Linked DNA regions of Mus musculus: region 1 is linked to region 2. A link is a contact called in public HiChIP or PLAC-seq data. All regions are on one chromosome and are shown on one strand. Each heading gives the region's core, a stretch centred on a gene start, on an enhancer-like site or on the middle of the called end of the contact. The rest is flanking DNA. Distances are from core to core; before and after follow the strand shown. Region 1 holds the start of Dgcr8 (DGCR8, microprocessor complex subunit). Region 2 holds the start of Dgcr2 (DiGeorge syndrome critical region gene 2).

Region 1 (4,152 bases), core at 36-2,535, 400 kb after region 2:
GGAGATCAGAAGGGAGGACAGACAGTACTGGAGATGGGAGTCATGGAAGATGTCAAAGGAAACTGATGTGAAAAGTACATAGGATCACATGGGAGGGGAATGATGACAAGAGAAGGCCAAACTGGGCAAACCAGTCAAAATCATGTTTCTCACAAGGTAAAATTCAGACAGCCACTGTGAACTGCCTGCTCCACATGTTTGGCAACACAGCTCAAAGGGTAGCCCTCCTGCCTGTAAACCTCACTATTCTTCAGCTGACTGGACCTATGGATGCAGATTTTGATTTGCCAATTAGACTGTGAGCAAGTCAGACCCACTGCTGGCTCCCCTGGACCCTGGCACAGGGCTTACCCAAAACATGTGAACAACTCCTACTTGCTGAACGGATGGCCAGTGCTACAGCTGCAGCCTCCCGCTCAACCCAAAGGCAGTATGACCTCATCAATTCCTTTGTCACCCCGCAAATCCTATTCTAAACTGAAAGGCCACACTAGCTGGGCCAGCCTTTCACTATCTTCGGTTAGTGATGGATTACAGTGGGAACTGAGCCACTTCCAAGGCTGGGAGTCTAGTTTGAGCCAGCAGAGAGTGGGCACCCTAATAGTGATTGGCATACAAGAGTCAACAACCCAACACAGGACATCTCTGCATCTGGCAATAAGGTACATGCAAGCATGCAAGATGGCAAATCAAATTCCTACCATCAGCAACCCAAATCCACTGGATGATACTACTTGACATGTATCGCTGTCAACAGGTTGCCACTTGCCATTTATTTCTACAACGTTCATTGTTACTGTAAAACCACATTCTGATAAGCTACATGACACTTCATCCACGGGTAATTTGGTGGAGACTTGGGCGGTTTCTTGGCTTTTTCCAAACAAAACAGGCGGAGTTCGGGGCGTTGAGGTGTCCCTGCCCACACCTCTCCCGCCAGAAGGCGAGGCAATGGCTTCGGGCCCACCGCCCAGGGGGCTTCGTTACCAGGCAGACAGCACCCTACGTTCATGATGCCTGGGCTCCGGGCCCGGCCCCCACTGCACAAAGGCCGCGACTCCGCGTGGCCCAGCCCGCCTAGCGCGCCGCGCCCCGCCCCGAGCCCCGGCCTGTGGCCTCGCCCGGGAGGGGTGGGGGTGGAAGGAGGGAAGGAAAGGGCGCAGCCTCTCCAGGCCGCAGCGCCCGCCGCCCGCGGGGCGCCCATCGCGCCCCGCACCTACCTGTGGCGCCCGCGACCTGCCCGAGCCGCCCGCAGCCCGACCACAGCCGGTCGACCCTCACCGACCCCGGCGCCGCCACAACCCGCGAAGGCCCTTGCAAAGCGCTCGGCTCTTGAGACCCGCTGCCGCGCGGGCGAGCGGAAGGCGGGCCTTGGCGGAGGGCTACCAATCACGGCGCACGGCCTCCGCGCATTGGGGGAGCCGGGAGCGGGCTGAGGCGGCCGCCAATCGGCAGCGCGAGGCGCGCGCGGCCCAATTGCGAGGCGCTATGGAGACCGGGATGGGCGGGACCAGCCGCAAGCCTGGCACTTCTAACGGCTGTCGCTCCGGGTGGGGCTGAGTTGCGGCCGCGGGGCGCGCCGGGAGAGAGGCGCGTAGAGGCTGCCGGGAGCCGGGGAGCGCGGGAGTGCGAGGGACGCTGGGAGCTCATCTATGAGCTGGCCTCTGTTGAGCTCAATAGTCACTTTTGAGTTTGCGAATGACAATGGACCTCCGGCTCTGGGTCGTCCCAAGGACAATGTTGGAGGTACACCCATCCTAGAAAGTCAACGGATAAGATGCGCGATGCGGAGGATAGGAAAGGAGTTTTACTCGCAATATCATCACACCAGGAAGGACAAAGATCTGATGACTAAAAATGTTCGCTGTGCTTACAGCATCCTCCGTGTCAAAAAAGGAAGGAGAAGCAGAGCCGATTGGGGGTCCTTTTAGTTTGGGGTGGACCTTAGGTAGGCCTTGCAGACTTGTGTCAGTGCCAAAGACCATAAAGAAACTTAAGCAGTTCCAGACTCATCTGACACCCGTGGTAGCAGTATGAGACTTAGGAAAATTCTTTAGGACAGAAGTGACTCAGAAACAAAATGAAGTTAGCCAGGTCTGTTCCTGAGCCCTTCAAATCCCGAACCCACAAACCATTACTTCATTGCTATAAGCCCGGGACTAAGGTGGGGATAAGTTATATTTATACTATCCAGAACCTCAAATAGTTTAGCTTTCCTTTAGGTTCTGATTCAAGTCAATAAGTGTAATAAAAATTTTATAGAAAACTGTCTGCCGTTAGGCAAACACTTCAGTAATTGCTGCTGGACATGAAAAGTGGATGCTAAAAACACGACTAAAGGGTAACATGTTGAAGAACTCACGGTCTCAGCACACTTGTGTTAATGCTAAAAGCACTGAGTTATATCCCTAAGGTTGGGGAGATTGTATCTATTTTTTTTTTTAAGATATATTTTATTTATATTAGTACACCATTGCTCTCTTCAGACACAACTGAAGAGGGCATCAGATCCCATTACAGATAGTTGTGAGCCACCATGTGGTTGCTGGGAATTGAACTCAGAACCTCTGGAAGAGTAGTAGGTGCTCTTAACCACTGAGCCATCTCTCCAGCCCCAATTGTATCTATTTTAACAAAATAGAAAAGTTTCTCCCCAAAATTCTTAGAAATTGCAAATGGCCGGTCAGTGGTGGCCCACACCTTTAATCCCAGCACTTGGGAGGCAGAAGCAGGCGGATTTCTGAGTTTGAAGCCAGCTTGGTCCTACAGAGTGAGTTCCAGGACAGCCAGGGCTACCAGAGAAACCCTGTCTTTAAAAAAAAAAAAAAAAGAAAGAAAGAAAGAAAAGAAAAAAGAAAGGCCTGGCCTGGAGAAATGGCTCAACACTGACTGCTCTTCCAGAGGTCCTGAGTTCAATTCCCAGTAACCACATGGTGGCTCACAACCATCTGTAGTGGGATCTGATGCCCTCTTCTGGTGTGTCTGAAAACAGCTACAGTGTACTCATAAATAAAATAAATAAATCTTTAAAAAAGAAAAGGCCACCAGCTGTAGGAGGCACAGAGGTCTATGTGCTTACAGATAAGCATTAAGGGATCCTGGAATATGGTGGTGTTCCTTCAAGGGAAGGAGTGCCAAAGAGAGGAGAGGTCAAAGAGTCCATGGCAGAAATGGCAGGTTTTTGTAGGAATCAGAAGCTAAGGGAATCCAGGGAAGACATGAGGTGAAGAGATTTAGGTTAGGGGTGGGGTGAAAAGAGCTGAGAGAAGCTACAGGTACTGAGTGAGCCTGGGGGCCTAGAGGTGCTTTGGTATGCTAGGAACCACAGCCATTTGTCCTGACAACCATCAGAGTCCTGAGTATCTTCAAACCTTTAGGAAAAGCTGAATGCACACTGGGAAGAACTAACATGGGAATGAATGTTGAAGTCAGCACCAAACTTTTGGAGATACAGATTCCCAGCAAGCACAGATAGGCTTTAGATTTCAAGAATGGGAAATAGATCCAAGGAAGGAGGGAAAATATGGGAAAAAAGCTACTATTTGATACTCCAGTCAGTCTTACTATTTTTTGCCTACAAATATGTATGTGTACTAGATGGCCACAGTAGTCAGAAGAGGAAATTGAATCCCCTGGAACTGGAATTGCAATGATTGCAAACCACCATGTAGGTACTGAGAACAGAACCTGGGTCCTCTGTAAGATGATCGAAACCATCTCCCTAGCCCCCAGAGTTGATTTTCTGATTGACAATTAAGATAGTGCAAATTGTAAGCATTTGTAAATAGAATTCTGACTAAAGATATCTTGGCTTTATATTTCCCTCAGTGAGGATCATTCAGTATTGCTGATTTTTTTCTGCATGCTAATCTAGAACTCCAAGCAATAAAACTAAAGATAATAAGTGAGCAGTCAGCTTTAAGTGGAATTTAAATGCATTTAAGAGTAGAAATAAAGGAGCTAGAGAGATGCCTCAGAGGTTAAGAGCACTGACTGCTCTTCCAGAGGTCCTGAATTCAATTCCCAGCAATCACATGGTAGCTCACAACCATCTGTAATGGGATCTGATGCCCTCTTTGGTGTGTCTGATGACAGCTATAGTGTACTTATATAAATAAATAAACCTGAGAGAGAGAGAGAGAGAGAGAGAGA
Region 2 (4,591 bases), core at 547-3,046:
ATGGATGGCCTCTGCCATCTTTCTGGGGATGCCCAATACACAGCAATATACTGAAGAATTCATACTTGCTCTCTTCTTCTATACTGAGCACTTCTAAAGAGAGGGTTGTGTGTTCTGCATTCGAATACCTCTATCGTTGGGCAGGCAGCAAGAACTCACATGTCCTTTCTGAAATGCTCTCAGCCAGCTGGCAGGATATAGGAACAGACTGGCAAGGGGCATTGGACCTCACCTGCAAAACTGGACCCAACAATCAGAATGGGTTCACTGTATGCAGAAGTATACAAACATGTTTACCAATATGTAAAAGGTAAGAACCCACAAACCCTTTAGCCTGACAAGAGAATCATATCCACAAGGGTTCCTAGCGGGCTACTTTACAACCAGTCAGTTCACTATGCAGAGCAGCTGGCTTTTCCCTTCCTGGAGCCCAGGGAAACGCTCTGTTCAGTTGAGTGTTGTCTTGGGCTTGGTCACTGAGGCTCTGGCAGACATTTCCACATGGGACAAAAGCACAAAGCCAAGCATTGAAATATGTTGCAGGATGGGAGCTGAGATAGGACACTGCTGAGGGTGCACCCACCTGTTCTGACACCCAGTCATGATGTCACCCATAGAAGACTTGCCTGGGGCATTCCTTCATGGGAACCTTCCTCTGCTAAAAGCATTAAGAGCTCTACTTACCACCGCCCTAGTACAGAGGAGTCTCTGAAAGTTCACAGACAAGACATCCCTGCTGGGATCCCTAAAGGGACAGTGAGGCTGTACTGGTATTCCTGTGCCTGATGGATAAATTGACCTGGCTTTGTTGCGGAAGTAGGGTGCAGTGAAGGTTTTTTTTTGCAGGGGGGGGGGCACAGTTCAGAAGTATCTGAAATAAGCAGAAAAGGGACCTGAGGTTCCCCACCACACAAAACTCCAAGGGAGTATCAAAAGTAGTTAATCACACCACACAAAGCACTAAGTGCCAGGCACCGCTGAAAGGACTCTCCCCTGCACCTGGTACTCAGTTTACTCCCAGTACCTCCTTTGGGCAGGGCTGGACTTCTGTGATAAAGCGTTTCACTAAGTGGCAATGAGCAACCAGACATCGCTGTCCAGGGCTGAAACGCTGGCACTAGGCCACAATTGGGCGGACACTTGGGGCACCAGGTGCCTCCACAAGCTGCTTCCAAGACTTCCACTCAGCCAAGCAGAAGGGTGCGCCCGAGACGCAGCTCCTGGCCAGTGGGTCCCAGAGCACGCGGCGCTCGGTGGACCTGGGTCTAAAGGCAACATCCTCGAGGCTCCGAACCCTGGTACACTCCAATTTGTGCCAGGGCAGGGGACGCCCAGAGGCCCGCGGCCAGGCCTCGCCTGTGCCGGGCCGAGGAGCAGTAGCCCCCAGCAGCCGCGGGGGAACGGACGTCCGCAGCCCCACCCCCGACCGCGCCCCCACCCTCAGCACCGCGCACCTGGCCGCAGCGGCTCGGTGACAGTGAGAACCAGCAGGAAGAGCAGCAGGAAGGCACCGCTGTCTGCCTTGGGCACCATTTATCCTCCGTTCATCGTCCCCGGGGCAGCCGCGTGACCCCGCGGGGAGGCCGGACCTGGCCGAGAGGAGTGGGTGAAGGCCGGACTCCGACCTGGGGCTGAGGGGCGGCAGGCGAGGGATCCAGCTGGGCCGCGGCAAGAGAACGCCACCGACTCGCGCGCACTCTAGGCCGCAGGAGCGGGATGAGATTCCGGCTCGCGCAAGATGGCGGCCGTCCTGCTCCGGCCCGCGCCACCCCGCCTCCGGCCCGCACTAACCAATGAACGCCGAGCTGGGCGGGGGGTGGGGTGGCGGAGGGAGGTAGGACCCGAGCTCCAGACGCGGGGCGGGGCATGAGCACGAGAGGCCTAGGGAATGAGCGAGTGGGCGGGGCCAAGGGCGGGGCTAGCAGGAAATGAGGCGTGCCATTGGCTGAACCGAGAGGTGGGACGCAGCCTTGGCAGCGAGGTACCAAAAGGGGTCCCTAGTGCTGGTAGGGTCACAAGGACTGACAGTGCTGGCGCCAGGGTCTGGGGTGGGTAGGAGTGGGGAATCCGGGATTAGTGAATTGAGGAGGTATAGCTGGACCTGAACGATCTTTACTCCTGGAGGCCCAGGTCTGTCCCAGTGCCAACATATTCCCTAAAGTGGTCTTCTAAACGCCGAACGGCTGTGAAGAAAGTGAAGAGCTCTAGTGAAAATAAAGGACCAGCAGTCTCTGTGGATCAGGGAATGGCACAAAGAATATCAACAGAGGAGGAAATGGCTTAATGGATGTCAGAATCTAACAGAGAAGCCCAGAGTCTCTGGACCAGATCTGGGGAAGGAGCTGCCTATACAATGGAGAAAAAAAGCCCAGGCAGAGACAGGGCTAAAGCCTGGGAACAAGGCTCCACATGCTAAACTCACACCTGCCTTCATGAACAGCATGAACGTGGAAGGAGAGACAGCAAATGAAAAACCAATCTGTTCAGGGGAAGGAAGTGAAAAGTGGGGAAGGCCAGTCACCTCCAGCATATCTGACTCACTCTTATTGCCCCTCCACCAAAGTCCCAGGATTTCAACCTACGATAGATACATGGAGCCATGAGTGAAAGATGCTAACTTGTTATAGGTAGGTAAAGTCAAGGTCAAGTCGTCAGACATTCCAACTTTACCAGGTCTTGGCCCAAGATGTTGGACATAGGACTTGTCACAACAGATGGGGGGTTCCTTGCTGGCAGAAGCAAGGGTACCTGTCCAGTGCTGCTCTGGGCACTCAGATAGTTTTATGGCACATTCCCAGCACTGAGTACAAGATCCAGGCCTAGCCTTCTGCCCCCATACCCACCCCCACTGCAAATCTGCCCTGGGAGCTCAGCCAGAGCTCTGAGTTGGGCAGGTCCTTTGGAGGGAACTCAGCCAAGTGCAGTCTTCCTGCCAACTGTCCACCTGCAGAGCCGCCGTTAAGAGTCCAGGAAAGGTTTGGAAGAGAAAAGAGCAGGACAGGAAGTGAGAAGTCTGGCTGAGCGGTACAATGAAAGCACAGAGTTAACTCCTTAACCCACCACCACCACTACCACCACTGGGCCAGGAGATAAAGAACCTGAAGTCGGCCCAGGTCTGTCTCAGGGCCCAAAACACATTCAAAAGTGCTCTTTTAAAAGGTGAAGCCCCAGGCTGGTGAGATGGCTCAGCAGGTAAGAATACTAACTATTCTTCCAAAGGTCCTGAGTTCAAATCCCAGCAACCACATGGTGGCTCAAAACTACCTGCAATGAGTACATCTGAAGTCAGCTACAGTGTACTTATAATAATAAATAAATCTTTGGGCCGGAGTGAGCAGCAAGCAGAGGTCCTAAAATTTCAACTCCCAACAACCACATGAAGGCTCACAACCATCTGTACAGCTGCAGTGTACTCATATGCATAAAATAAATAGATAAATCTTTTAAAAAAAAAAGGTGAAGCCCCTTACCTCAGGCTGGAGCCAAGCACAAACGAGTTTGTTCACCTTCAGTATGCTCCAGTACACTGACAGACCTTCCAGGTTCTAAGTCCAAGCACCCCAGGCAATAGCCTCATTTCCCCCTGGGCATTACTCCTTTGTGACTTCACCCACTGAAGTCACCTTCTCAGTGACTTTAAGGGTTACCTGTGTAGACAGAATCAAGAGCTGAAGGGTAGGGTCTCATGAACGCTGGCTTCCTTACCACTGGCCTGTAGAGTCACTGCAGACTGGCGTTTTTTCCTCTAACAAAGGTTACTGTCAGGGTGGCCCTTTCTGTTCCCTACTCTACCATGTGAGTCAGGAGTCTGCTACTACCTTAGGGAACTGCATCACCTACAGAGTTCCCTATATTTTGCTCCAACCTTTCTAAAGCACCCCTTTATCAAGACTTCCTTCTACTATCCTTGCATGAGTGTATCTTCTATTTCTGCCTGGGACCCTTGACTGATAGGACCACCCACACTGGATGCCCTAGATTGACCTGATTGATAATGAGCCATGCCACTGTAGAGCAGATCAATTTCTAGGATTAGAAACATGAGCAGACCTTTGTGTCTCATAAGCCTCTCTCACCTCAGGCTGGAGCCAAGCATGAAGCCATTCTGTTCCCTGTTTCGTGTACAGTCTTCAGTCTGCTCCAGTACACTGGCAGATCTTCTAGGTTCCAAGTTCAATCGGCCCAGGCAATAGCTACATTTCCCCCAGGGCATTACTCCTTTGTGACTTCACCCACTGAAGTCACCTGGGAGACAGTGCTGAAAGTTCCATGCTAGAGTCTTGGGCCTCTTAGGAGGCAGGGACAGCAGGCCTGGACAGCTCAGAGGACTCTCTGTCCACAGTGTAAATGAGGACACTGCTGGCCCATGTCTGGCAGGGATGTAGAGGGCAGCCTCGGAGGCACTGGGCACTCCCGGCACCATGGATGACGCTGCCGTCCTCAAGCGACGAGGCTACATCATGGGGATAAACTTGGGAGAGGGCTCATATGCCAAAGTCAAATCCGCTTACTCTGAGCGCCTAAAGTTCAACGTGGCGGTCAAGATCATCGATCGCAAGAAAGCCCCCTCAGACTTCCTGGAGAAATTCCT

Evidence for each region. HiChIP or PLAC-seq counts read pairs in DNA pulled down with a chosen protein or histone mark.
Region 1: a contact with region 2 is called in a FOXA1 HiChIP or PLAC-seq map of pancreatic cancer cells. The contact joins the promoter of Dgcr8 here to the promoter of Dgcr2 in region 2. A contact is called at or near these places in 2 of 39 promoter capture datasets (the C10 cell line and liver) and 1 of 115 datasets of contacts at active chromatin or transcription factors (pancreatic cancer cells).

Annotation. Positions count from the first base shown.
Region 1 is chr16:18,287,883-18,292,034 of GRCm38.p6, forward strand. It overlaps Dgcr8 (DGCR8, microprocessor complex subunit), which reads right to left and starts at 1,286. Exons shown (of 14, transcript NM_033324.2): 1 at 1,221-1,286.
Region 2 is chr16:17,889,932-17,894,522 of GRCm38.p6, forward strand. Dgcr2 (DiGeorge syndrome critical region gene 2) reads right to left here and starts at 1,797. Exons shown (of 10, transcript NM_010048.3): 1 at 1,455-1,797. The coding sequence starts at 1,533. Tssk1 (testis-specific serine kinase 1) reads left to right here and starts at 4,272. Exons shown (of 1, transcript NM_009435.2): 1 at 4,272-4,591. The coding sequence starts at 4,422.